3 separate regions of the Mus musculus genome follow, and regions 1 and 2 are each linked to region 3. A link is a contact called in public promoter capture Hi-C data. All regions are on one chromosome and are shown on one strand. Each heading gives the region's core, a stretch centred on a gene start, on an enhancer-like site or on the middle of the called end of the contact. The rest is flanking DNA. Distances are from core to core; before and after follow the strand shown.

Region 1 (4,227 bases), core at 1,054-3,553, 350 kb before region 3:
TAGTGACCTTCCCTAAATCATATAAGTTAGTAGCAGGTTTGTTAATAATGCCCATGTGGAGAATTATTAAAATGTGGACCTGCTGAAAGTCTTACTCATAGAAACTAGCTTTATTTTAGCCAATAATTACTAAAAAGCACTAGAGAGTAATTTTCTTCATTCATTGGCTGAAATGATGTAATTTCTAATATTAAGCATTTTGACTTAGATAAAAATCATAAGCAAAATGGATTTGGTATTTAAAAATAATCACCTCTATTTACCTGATTATCCTAATTGGAGAAGTAATTAGAATTTCTCATAGTACAGTTGTAGCAATCTTAGAAATAGTTTAAGTCACACGAATAAATGAATGAATGAATAACCCAATTCTGGAAAAGAATATAATAGAAAAGAAAATTTCTCACTAATTTATTCATTTCTACCTATAGTAGAACAAGAATTGAGTCTGACTATTTTAAGTTATTAGAGAAGTAAAACTAATGTGTTACTTACTATGTGTTGCAAAACGAGACAAGATATGGATTAACAGCCGCAGAACAATCTTACCAAACAAAAAACCTTATCTTATTTTTCTAAATTTTATTATATAATTGAGTTTGAATTTTATAATGAAATTACATTTTAAAAATACACTTTAAAAATTAGTGGATTTATAATTATTTATGGCAAAAATTGCATTTTTATTGTGATCTCTCTCTTAGATACTTCTCACACACACACACACACACACACACTTGGAACTTGGACACGGCTAAACAGAGAGGCATGGTCCATCCTTATTTTACTAGGCTCTCTTTCTAATAAGAAAGCCATTGATCGCCCACACTCTGTTCTAGCAATATAACTTTCCAAAGGTTTCTTTTCCCCTACAGGATAAGGAAATTTAAATTACATTAGCAAACTCATAATGACCCCCAAAGCCCTACAGGTGCTATCCACCTCTGCCCCTCTATGCGCTCTGACTCTGCCTTGGACCACCCTGCTTCAGAAGCTCTTGTCCCTCTGCTCAAGTGCCCAGGAAGCTGATAAAGCGTTCCTTACCTCTGCTGTAGAATAACGATACTGGCATCTGCACTTCCTGTGTCCCCTAAATGCTTTCTTTTCTCTGGTGGCACTTACTGCCATCAACACATCTACACTCAGTTTCTGTCTGTCTACCCACTGACAGAAATGTGAGGGAGGAGATGGGTTTGGTCTGCTCTGTTCACTGTTTTGTTTTCAGCATAGAAACAATGCTTGTCTCACAGCAAAGTTCAATAAATATTTCTGAAATACAAATTCTAAATTCGGTAAGTACTGTTGACATACCAAATGATTACTCTGCATATTAAAAACATAAAACTATACAACAGATTCTATGAAATGCAAATAGTACCGAAAGCTTGGTCTTGCTTTCACAAAGCCTAGGTCAGTGGTTCTTAGAATGTAGGTTACAACCCCTTTAGGGGCTGCATATCAGATATTTGCATTACAGTTCATAATAATAGCAAAGTAACAGTTAGGAAGTAACAACAAAATAATTTTATGGTCGGGGAGTCACCACAGCATGAGGAACTGTATTAAAGGATCGCAGCATAGGAAGGCTGAGGACCACGCCTAGGCAAAGAAAGAATACTAAAATACATGAGATAATTATCTTAATAACAGGCAGCACTAGGTGTGATTATTAACTAATTAGGTATATTTGTAAGTGACTCATGAAATTAGCCTGGATATTTTACATTATACCTAGCATGTAATTAAGTGCTGCAATGAGTATCATATACTGTCTCCTTCAAGTTCAGAGAGGGAAAGTGAATAACGTGCAGCAAGAGAAAGAACCTAAGGACAAACTGTGTAACATAGTGTTTTGAAAACTTGACACAAACTGGAAAGAGGAAAATTTCAGCTAAGGAACTGCCTCTGGGGTGGTCTGAATGAAACTGGCCCCCATAATCTCTTAAGGAGAGGCACTATTTGGGATAAGTGTGGCCTTGTTTGAGGAAGTATGTCACTGGGGGTGGGTTTTGAGATTTCAAATGTTCAAGCCAGGCCCAAGGTCAGTCACTCTCTTCCTGCTGCTTGCTGATTCAGATGTAGAACTCTCAGCTCCTTCTTGGGCATCATGCCTGCCTGTGTGCTGCCATGCTTCCTTCCATGATGATAATGGAATAAACCTCTGAATTGGAAGTCAGCCTCAATCAAATGTTTTCCTTTATAAGAGTTGTCATGGTTAATAAAACAGTAAGTCAGCCTCCATCAGAGGGCCTGATTAATGATTGAAGTGGGAGGACCCAGCAATTGTGGGCAGTGCTACCCTGGCAGGTGGCTCTGTTTGCATAAGAAAGCAAACTAAGAGAGCTTTAGGGATAAAGTCCAGAGCAGCATTCCTCCTGGGTTTTTTGTTTCTTGGTTGAGGGAGGCCTTGAGTCTCTGTCCTGACTTCCCTCAGTGACAGACTAACCTGTCAGCCTTCCCTCTCCCAATTTGTTTTAGGTCAATGTTTTGTCACAGCAACAGAAAAGCAAACTAGGACAGCGGGAGATGAGGCTCCAAGAGTGTCCTGTAGCGTGCACTGGCAGCAAACAGACAAAAGGAATCTGATGAGGCAGCACAGAGACAAGTGAGAAACCTCAGTCCAACAGAATGAAGGGCATGAGTGATGAGTAAGGGTAAGCTGAGAGACCAGGACAGCCCAGGAGATCTAGAGCACAACCTTCTAAGTAGAGGCCTCAGGTGTGGGCAAAAATCTCACAATAGGCTGCTGCCAGGCCTGGACCCCAGCAACCCAACCCCTGGGGTTCTCTGAATGGCTGCTCAAAGTCCAGGCCAGAACCAACAGAAACTAAGTCCTAATCACGCTCTCTTCTCCTCTCCCAGTCCCTCCAAGATAGCTAGTCACCAAGGGCTACACAAGCACAACAGGGAAGCAAGTCCAGTTCCCGGGCTCAACGCAAGAACAATGCTGAGCAGCCATTTTTTCCCAAGTTTCCAGCTAGATCCAAGAAGATTGCTATCCCCATGAAATCACATCTTTGCACAAGCTCACCCCCCCCTTCCTAATACTGCTTCATTCAGTCTTGTAAGTAACATTAAAATAAAGACCTTTAATAAGTACTTACAGAAGAATACCACGTATTCTCACATTCTGGTTCTAGGAAAATAGGACTAAGGCAAATCTACATAGAATATCCCATATTCACAAAGAAGACTGTTTATAAGAAAATGATTCCATAGGAAAAGTGCTGTTGTGGGTAATTCAACCTAGGAGGAGAGTTAAGAACAGTCTGATTGGTGAGAAGCAAGAAAACACAATCAATTACACTACTCAAGTTCAGACTGTTTGTTGTGATACAAGGGGAAGAACTGAAGAAGACGAGTCTGTAGAAGAATCAATTCTCCAGTGTAGCATTTTTCTCTTTAAAAAGCAAAAGTGCTTTTCAGTAGTGTCGTCAATGTTATGCCATAAACTAAAAAATATCCATACATACTAGGGCTGGAGATAGTTTTGTGAGGAAAGTTATTAACACCCAACCAAAGGACCTGTTAGACTCTCAGAACTCTAGAAGAAAAACAACAACAACAAAAAACAACAAACAAAACAAAACAGGAGTGATTTATAGTCACAGAAATTGGTAGAAAGTGGCAGCTCAGTTCCTAGGGCTCCCTGACAGGACAGCTTGGTCTAACAGGTGAGGAACAAGCCAATGAAAATAACATCTTAGGTGGACTCTAACTTACACACACACACACACACACACACAAAACCTCAAATTTACACATAGTACCACAAAGGGCACTTATTATCCAATGCAAGACATCTTTAGAAACGTGAAGGGAATTACAGTTGATTACAACAGAATTCTAAAACTCTTTCATATTCTGGGTTCCTAAACATCAATGTTGGAAAAAGAAAGATAAGATTCAACAGAATTCCGAGATGTTTATAATATTGAGTTGGCTTCGTAAGTTAGATTCTGTTCTTCAGTAGCTTTATTGGAGTGAGTAGCAGACTGCTGGAGTTGGCAATGCATCCAGAAAGGGTAACATCTGGTTTTCATCTACTCTTATGAGACTCAGGGTTTTCAAAAGAAAGTAAGATGCTGAGTACTGGTTTGTAAAAATGAGGACTATAGCGTCTGGATTATAAAATAAAGAGGACAATGTGCAAACAAGAAGGTAGTTATGTTAGAAATAATCACAGTCCAGGAAGGAGCATATAAAACTATATGGAGTCAGTTTTAG
Region 2 (4,394 bases), core at 1,399-3,898, 420 kb before region 3:
TTTTTGTATTGTAATATATCATGAAACATGTTTATAAAATTACAGTTCTCATAATATTTTTAAATAGCACATCAAAATACTCTGGAATGTTCTGCCCCATTCTATTTCATTTGGGGGCATGCTGGCTACATACCAAGTTCCAACACAAAAAAATAGTTTTTGTTTTTGAAGAAAAGGAAGTACTTACTATTGACTCTATCATCAAACAATGTATACATGTGCCAAATTATCAGAATGTACCCCATAAAGATTTACAAATATGTCCCAACAAAATAAAACTAAATAAATGCCATCTCCCAGCTATTACACTGATTTCAGAATCAACTGTGTTAATCACAGACTGGAACTTGCTCATTCTGACCATCTTCCCCGACAACTACTGGAGTTATTTTAAAATACTTAGATCAAGTCTGTTTTTCTTTCCGTTGTGGAGAGCAGAGCAAATATATGAACTAACTAGGAAATCAAGCTCTTAGTGGGGCAGCAGCCATGTCCCTGGCTTTTTTCCATGTGAGTCATCATGGCCCAGTGACTTGTGCTGTCAGGTTCTGCTGCCCTTTGACCTGCACCGCTGCTTTCACAGGTGAACTATGAAACTATCAAGAACCACCAACCATGCCCTAGTTCCAAAGGACTTTCACATCTTCATCAGGAATCTCTTAGAAATGTCAAATACTAATACTATGTTCTAAAGGAGTGTCATTTTGCTCTTTTAAATGACATACTTCTAGGTACTGTATGATAGAAACATGAGAGCCTGGAAATTAAGTTTTATTTTTAAATTCTACAAAGTAATATAAACTATTAGAATCTGTCTAGTAAGAAAGTATTAAATACATATTTTTAGGTTCCCAGACTAAAGTGATAGCATTGTCTCAAATGTATTTTTGATTTTGAGTGAAGTGTCATGATGTAATTGAATTACAATTTCACAATAGAAAAAAATTTTGTTTGACAATACTGTTTTATGATATGTATGCTACTAGGTTATAATATTTCTCATATTAAATTACCTATAGTTTCTACAAACATATCATGTTTTAAATGCTAGGCATAAGGCTCATGACTACAGTTGCTGCTTGTCTGATTTGATTATTCTCTTAAGAATCAGAGAAGAAAGGACTCTACCACCCTCTTGTGGTGGTTTTAATGTAATGTTTTTCCCAGGAATTATTTTACAAAGAAAAGAATATTTTATTATGAGTTTTTGAATTATCTAATCATCAGCTACATTTTCTGTCCGGATTTCAGCTTTGACTTAGAAATTAAGCACTTTGTATCTTATAAGACACTGTCCTGTCACATTCCAATTACATCAAAGCCATTTTTTTTTCTTAGTTATTTTGGTACTAAAAACACATGCAAGATAACTACAGCGAGTCCCTGTCACAATATACGGGCTTGAAGTGGATGGAAATAGCTCTATACTGCTATGCTTTATCACTATCTTCCTCCCAAAGAAATCGGTCGTGCTATGGCAATGACCCACAAGTGTCAGAGGCTAGTCTGAACACTTTGCTTCTAGAAATAATTTAGCCCTCTAATTCTTGTAAAGATCTCTATATTATATATAATGGCCTATCTTCTTTCCCTGAAAACACAGATACAGTCAGCCCTCCATTCTGAAGTTTCTATATTGGATAAAAAGTATCTGAGGGGGAAAAGAAGTACTAGCCATCTACAGACTTCTATGTCACATCATATCTCCTAAACAATGCAGCACAGCAGTATGTAATGTAAGCATAGCCCTTACACTACATTGAGTGGGTAGATGACCTCTGGACAGTTTAAAGTAAGCAGAGGATGTGCACACGCTTTGGAGACCCGCTGAGTGTAAGAATTGTCGCATAAGCACGGATGGAGGACTAGCCACTGGATTTTGGTCCACTTCCTTAGTATGCCCATCCGTGGTGGCCTGCTGAACAGCTTCCCAGTGGGGCTTCCTGAGCCTCTTTCGAAACCAGTATGGAATAGTGATGGGCCCAGTCTAGGGTTAGTCTTGTGCATGAAACTGTGGATACTGCTCTTGGTTAACTGGAAGAGTAGGGAGTACACTAAAGACAGGCATAGGTAAAGACTTTCTGAATAGGATTCTGGCTATTTAGAAAAGAAGGCAAACGAATGACAAGCATGACCCTAGGATCTTAAAATGGGTTTGCACAATAAAGAAAATGGTCGATCAAAAAAGAGGTCCCTACAGAACTAAAAAACAAAACAAAAACAAACCTTTTACCAGGATGCATCTAACAAGAGAGCTCATATCTAGAGTAGACAATTCAAAAAGTGAACGTCAAGAAAACAAAAGACCTAACCCCCAAATGTGCTATGGAACGGATCAGGGTTCTCATGAGAAGAAATACAAATGGCTAATAAGGTATTCAACATCTCTCAACCATCAGGGAATACAAATATTATGTCCTTTTCAATAAGGGATTTGTGCCTCTGCAAGTGAGCCTGAGTCAACCTTCCATGTTCTTGGAGCTTCTCCACAGAACCAACAGCATGTACAAACATCACTGTGACATAAAATAAGCAACAAGTCACTGATGAGGGCCTGAGCCAAAGCAATGGGGCAAAGGAGAGAACAGGCGTGATACATACTGTATCGGAGCGCCTGCTGGTATTGGATACTGTGAGAATGAGGAGTCTAGTCTAAAGTTCACAATCTGCTGCTGATCAGAGGGCATACACCATTCCCCAGGGCAGGAAATCACATTTTCAGGCACACTGCATTTGAAATGTTACCAGGACACAGCAAGCATTTCAAAGGCCTTGAGGATACTGGAGATCATCAGACAAGATAGCACATAATCAATAGTTAGGTACTGTAAGGAACTTAATGACACAGTACCCAGGAGAAGGGAAAAGCTGAACTTGGGGTTGGAAAGTCCCAAGGTATAGTCCCATCATTTTAACAGACGTAGTGTGTGTGTGTGTGTGTGTGTGTGTGTGTGTGTGTGTGTGTGTGTGTGTACATGTTCTGTGAAAGCCCAAGGCCAACTTGTGGTTGATTCCCAGGTGCTATCTGTGCAGTTCTGAGCCAGGGTCTCCCACTGGCCTGGGACTTGCTGAGTAGGCAGGTTGGCGGCTGTGGAGCACTAGGGATTCCCTGTCTCTGTCCCCCTGTGATTGGATTACAAGCACATACAGGTGGCTATGCAGGCTTTTTTACATGAGTTCTGGGGACTGACCTCAGACCTTCTGGCTAATGTGTTAGGAATTGACCAACTAAACTACCTCCCTGCTCCTCGCATGGCTATTTCTGTCGTTTACCCATAGACACTGCTTACGTTGGAGAAACAGTAGATAGTTTAGAATTCCTGACTTTTATATATCAGAAGATGGAGGGTCAGAGGGATGAATATTTGTATCTGAAGTTCTTATCTTGAGAGGTGACTGAGAATTCAGCTTTCTTCACTGAGCCTGAAGTGCTATGTGTCAGTATTTAAATACCTCCTTTCCAGTACCGTGTGCTCTTTCCCCTCTTGATTTCTACGTCTCCAGAACAAGCAAAGGGCACGTATGAGGCACACAGGATGCTGCTGAGACATTCGGAAGAGCAAAGCAGCTGCTGAGATTCTTTATAGTTGGTCCTAAATCTTAAATAGTTGAGAATGGTTTTCACTAGCAAAGTACTGTTGTACCTGCTAGAACACATTTCAAACTTCCGTTCTAGAAAAGCCAAGAGTGCGGGACTTCTTTGGAATACCTGCTTGGTTTGGACGCTGCCAGCTAGGTGACTTGACGCTGGTGGATCCTACAGGCTTGAAAGCAGCAGCGGAGCGGAGGCCAGCCACCGAGGGCCTGCTGGAACCTGGGCTCTCGGGGCCCTCAGACGCGCTCAGAGGTGAAGCTCCAGATGACGCCGGTTGCTGAGAAGGCTCCTGGGTGCTACTGTAAGGAAGGAAGGGAACAGCTGTGGTGAGGGGGATCAATCTAGTTCAGCCATGAGCCTTGCTTCTCCAAATCCATTAAAGCTTTAAGGAAAACAAGACACCGGTGGACTTTTATTTTTTAAAAAAGAAAACTCTGAGAGTGGGTTGGGAGAATAGAACTCATGTGACTTTAAGTCGGAAGTGGAACACTGGCGAGGAGAGGAGAGGTGCTGAGTTAGAGAAGTGCAAAGAAGGAAATCAGCAAAACAATTATAATTATAACAATTATAAGGAAGTCTGCTTCCTTACAGGGAAGTAATACACAAATAATTCTGAAATCATGAGGGACTTCCCTTTGTTAAGAAGAAAAAGCAGTTAACTTTTTTTTCTGTATGATGGAAGTTATTTTCAAATAGTCTACAATATGTTATGTAACCAATCCTCACATTGAATTTCCCCTCTCCATCCCTCGTTAACATTTCAAAAGAATCATCAGATCAAGGACATTAGTTGCTGGAG
Region 3 (4,368 bases), core at 1,762-4,261:
CTTTGTAAGAGTTGTTATGGTCATGGTGCCTCTTCACAGCAGTAAGACCCAAAGTAAGACACTATCCAAACACATCTTTAGTGATGTGTCTCTTAACTCAGCAATCAGTGTTACCTGACTCAAAATGCCAATTAGATATATAAATTTCAGACAGCATCATTCGCCATCTTCTGGTTATCACTTTCATTACTACCTGTGAGCGTTAACATTTAATGTTATATTCCCCAATGCATTTCCCTAGAATATGGTCTTTTGTTTGTTGTTGTTGTTGTTGACCATAGCACCATCAGAGACATAGTAAATGCTACATGCAAAGCTTTAAACCTGAGAGCTCGCTCATTCAGACTGCTTTTCTGACACTTCTTCAGTGTTTGCAGCTGGATTACTTCACATTACAAGAGCGTTTCAGAGGTTTGATGTACATTTATCCTCTTGCTGTGCTCTACTTTACACAAAGTGTTTCATCACCATCCATCTTTAAGAACTCAGAGAACCTAAGTTGATTTATGTACCAACACTGCCTCACAGCCCAAGCGTGCAATGCAAATAGCCTGAAACTCTGACTTTGCACAGCAGGACATACAGAGGGAGCAAGTCTTCATGGACAATCCCTGGAGATGAGACTCTTCAGCCTGTTAGCATCCCTTGAAAGTTTGCATGCACCTTTATGGATGTGGACCAGGAGTTCCAGCGGCAAAGTCACAGAGAGAAGGAGACCAACACCTCCTCAGCTGGGCAGTTCCCACCCAGCAGAGGCTTGCCTGTGTTCACACCAGGTTCTCACCCAGCAGAGGCTTGCCTGTGTTCACACTGAGTTCCCACCCAGCAGAAGCTTGCCTGTGTTCACTCTGAGTTCCCACCCAGCAGAGGCTTGCCTGTGTTCACATCAGGTTCTCACCCAGCAGAGGCTTGCCTGTGTTCACACCAGGTTCTCACCCAGCAGAAGCTTGCGTGTTTTCGTGATTTCTGATGTTAGCTGGGAGATGTGCAGTGAACCCACATCTAGAAGACTACTGTTGAACTTTTCCCAAGGGCAGTTTTGATGATTATCATCTACATATACACCTCATATCTTCAATCACTTTCCCTACTATAATAATATGTAAATTTAAGACAACAGTTCGAAGATGATTTGACTAGTTTAAATTGCAAGTGCTAGCAGCTGAACTGCATTCAACCCAGAGAATATATGTGGATGGAGACAGAAAGAGACAGAGAAACCTTTGCAATCTTTTTGAGGGTAAATGCACACTTTCTGCTAAGGCTTCTGAAACATTTAAATTAATGCCAACATCACTATTATTGCCTAGCTGGGAAGCACTAATTTACAACTCACAAGCTGAGCAAGCATCTGCATGTCTGTATCTCTTGGCATTCTAGAGGCTGAAGCAGAAGGGTGTCTGAATTTGGGGGACAATGGGCTAAGTAGCTAAAACAGTCAAGGGTGCACAGTGAGATCCTATCTTGAAAACAAAAGGACAAACAAAGAACAGTAAACTCAACTTGTAGATTCCATGTTTTGCTCCAAGATGGCTGCAGCCAGCAAATTGACATTCTAATGAGCAAGGAAACCACAAGTCAAAGAAACGGTAAAGGCAGCAGTCCACCATGTGGGCAGTGTAATTATATCAGAAACTAGGAACACAGTGGTCATGAAACATACCCTGTGTTTTGAAATAAGAAACTAGCAGCTTACTGTAATGGTTGTATGTGAAAAGGAGAAGAGAGAGAAAGGAAAGGGACACCGAGCAGCCACTTAGCCTCAAAAACCTTGAGAACGAACTGCGATGTTCCCCAATTCAACCTCAGCAATATCAACAGAACACCGACTGCAGATAAAGCCATTCCAGATCGTCATGAGTTTTAGGTCCAAAGGGGAAAACTCCAAGAATCCCGAATATGGACAGACCCGCTGACTGGGTTCAAAATGAAGGCTTGCCTCACCTCAAGCTCCACTGTAGAATTTCAGGGAGAGACAAAAGTTCACCCTCATCCTTAAGGACCTCTGAAACCTTCTGTCTGCCAGGAAAATCCACTTGCCTATTAAGATACAAAGTGCCTACCAAAGCCACAGAGCTCTCAAGCCCTCCTCCCCTTCTATTCTAAACTTCCAGGCTGTTCCAATTCACAGGACAAACACACACACACACACACACACACACACACACACACACACACACACCTGAAGCTGCAGCCACCGGTTTTTCTTTATAACTCGCAAGGTTTTTCCTGCTATTCCCTCTGCTCTGGAGAGACAGCCCTTGCCAGTCTGCCTCTCTGCTCTCTTCCCATAACTGCTTTGGACTTTCCCCAAATCCTCTAGTTATTCTCTCTCTCCTATATCTTAGGTAAACATCTTCTTCCCACCATGGGTCGGTCAGTTCAGCAGCCTGCCTGTGCCCTTGCTTACAATGAGCACCTTTAATGTTCGTAACAAAATACAGAAGCGCTTGGCTCACTGTGGCAAGGTCAGTGCATCCAACCAAATCCGCTTTTGTTCCTTCCTACAGGCGTGAGTACAGCGTTCAGCCGCTCTCGTGAACTACAACACCTCGACTCCTTTAAACGCAAGAGGAAGAAAATCTAACCCCCAAGCTGTGCTCTTAACAGCTTGTCCTCCCGCTTCAGTGTCACTTCCTCCGCCTTTTAGGTCCTGCATCACTTTACAGTTCCGAAGGAAAGATTCCCTCTCCCTCCTCTCTCCCCATCAGAGGGAACACATAGACAACTACACAGGCCGGCCTCTCAAGCATTTTCAAGTCTTTCTCCTAGAACCTGCTTCGAATCCACGCAGCGGAGATTTAAAAACAGTTCTGCTCCAAACAGTCGCACACTTCCACTTTTTCCTGGATACTCAGCCAAGGCCACGCCCTGTCCCCTAGCCTGGGAGCTTCTTGTGCACTCTCACAGGGCGCGCCACGATTGGAGAAATCCGTAACCAATCTGTAGCCTTAGCCCTGATACCGGAGCCAATCCCTGGTCAGAGCCACGAACCGCCTCCACCCCGCCTCCTCTACAATCAGGAGGGTTCCTGCTGCACTCTGCTTCTGGATCCCCGAGTGCATTCCGCCAGGAACCCCGGCGACACCTAGCGACCTCCGGACTAAGGCCAGGGACGCATTGGAACCAGGAGAACGATGTAAGCGGGCGGGACGTAGTGAGCGGTGACTCGGCCCGGGGCATACAGAGTTTGCGGAGCCGGGAGCCAAAGGGAGGTCGGCGGGCAGGAGAAGCGCCCGTACTAGGCACATGGTCGGACCACAGCGGAGACTGTGGGATTTATCTTGGGGTTGACAGGCTTTTCTTTGGAGAAAAGTCCACCCTTGTCCCTTTTACTCTTGATTGTGTAGTCTGGGTGTTTAGAACGCACCTTTGCAAGGGCAATACTGACTTCAGTTCATCCGTGAAAGATGTTTGTGTTTGTTTCTTGAGACAGTCTCTTCTTCTGGAAGTAGTTTTGTGGCAAAGGAACTTTTTAATCCTCCTATCTCCACTCCCACACACCCGACCCACACACCCAGTGCTAAGATTAGAGGTGTGCGCCACCGCTGCTGGTTTTATTCGGTGCCTAGGTTGGAACCCAGAGCTTCATCCCTACTAACTGAGCTACCTCCCTAGCCCAGATAAGGCGAAAGTTCAGGGTTGGAAAAGCAGTTAAACCAGAAGCTTGAGATTATCTTTTCGGAGCTTTGCAAAAGACAAAAGCAGTCTTAATTGGTGGTGTCTGAAGGTCAAGCATTCTTGTAGATCTGAGCCGCTCGCCCCTAAGCACCTCCATTCAGTGTTCCACCTATGGGCTGCTGGGTAGGTAGGTGGCACACGGGAAGCTTGCTCAGGGCTGCAGCCAGCCAGCCTGTAAATCTGTTCAACTTTTGCCTGTGTGCGGTACCCTAATTTCGGCATCAGGTGACCATACCGCTTCCCTTGTGAGAGAATCTCACTTTCACGCGGCCTTAAAGCCCGTTTTGAATGGTGCCTCTTAACTCTTATGCTGATAATGCCTCTTAACACTTATGCTGATAAACTTGACTGTGTTTTTTATTCATGCTTCACCTCTTCATATGGCCTTGAATGCCTCTGTACTTTGAAAGCTAGAACCCTGTTCACCTCGCTCTGTTGCAATTAGCGAACTTTATAAACACTCTAGAACCCGGCTAACAGGTATGGCATGTGGTGAAAATAAAGGGAGCAGTGTTATTTATCAAGAGGCTGTCTCTGATAAATCTTTCTTGAGCTTTTAGGTAACCTGAAGGTTCCTGACGTTTTCAGATTGCTAACACAACTATTCTTTATGTCTGTATACCTCCTATGGGTCAGATTTGTAACTTGGTAGTTTGAGTGGTAAATTCAGAGCACTAAACTTTAACC

Evidence for each region. Promoter capture Hi-C pulls out the DNA fragments that hold promoters and counts their contacts.
Region 1: a contact with region 3 is called in a promoter capture Hi-C map of liver, with 2.0 times the contacts expected there. The contact joins the enhancer-like site here to the promoter of Kyat3 in region 3. A contact is called at or near these places in 1 of 39 promoter capture datasets (liver), 1 of 484 Hi-C or Micro-C datasets (liver), 3 of 115 datasets of contacts at active chromatin or transcription factors (bone marrow-derived macrophages, effector CD8 T cells and pancreatic cancer cells) and 2 of 9 other capture datasets (liver and macrophages).
Region 2: a contact with region 3 is called in a promoter capture Hi-C map of liver, with 2.5 times the contacts expected there. The contact joins the enhancer-like site here to the promoter of Kyat3 in region 3. A contact is called at or near these places in 4 of 39 promoter capture datasets (the C10 cell line, liver and pre-B cells), 5 of 484 Hi-C or Micro-C datasets (bone marrow-derived macrophages, cardiomyocytes, myocytes and 2 more), 1 of 115 datasets of contacts at active chromatin or transcription factors (large pre-B cells) and 1 of 9 other capture datasets (macrophages).

The regions. Positions count from the first base shown.
Region 1 is chr3:142,346,653-142,350,879 of GRCm38.p6, forward strand. All of the region lies in intron 3 of Pdlim5 (PDZ and LIM domain 5), which reads right to left. Among named protein-coding and RNA genes, the nearest start is that of Pdlim5, 47 kb to the right of the region's middle. Within about 2 kb of position 2,304, at least 45 of the 459 cell types and tissues checked have an H3K27ac peak or open chromatin away from gene starts, as enhancers often do. A contact at or near this core is called in liver and pancreatic cancer cells, where this site is marked.
Region 2 is chr3:142,274,108-142,278,501 of GRCm38.p6, forward strand. It overlaps Pdlim5 (PDZ and LIM domain 5), which reads right to left. Exons shown (of 13, transcript NM_019808.3): 8 at 3,710-3,894. Among named protein-coding and RNA genes, the nearest start is that of Bmpr1b, 110 kb to the left of the region's middle. Within about 2 kb of position 2,649, at least 6 of the 459 cell types and tissues checked have an H3K27ac peak or open chromatin away from gene starts, as enhancers often do. A contact at or near this core is called in liver, where this site is marked.
Region 3 is chr3:142,698,037-142,702,404 of GRCm38.p6, forward strand. It overlaps Kyat3 (kynurenine aminotransferase 3), which reads left to right and starts at 3,012. Exons shown (of 14, transcript NM_001293560.1): 1 at 3,012-3,139.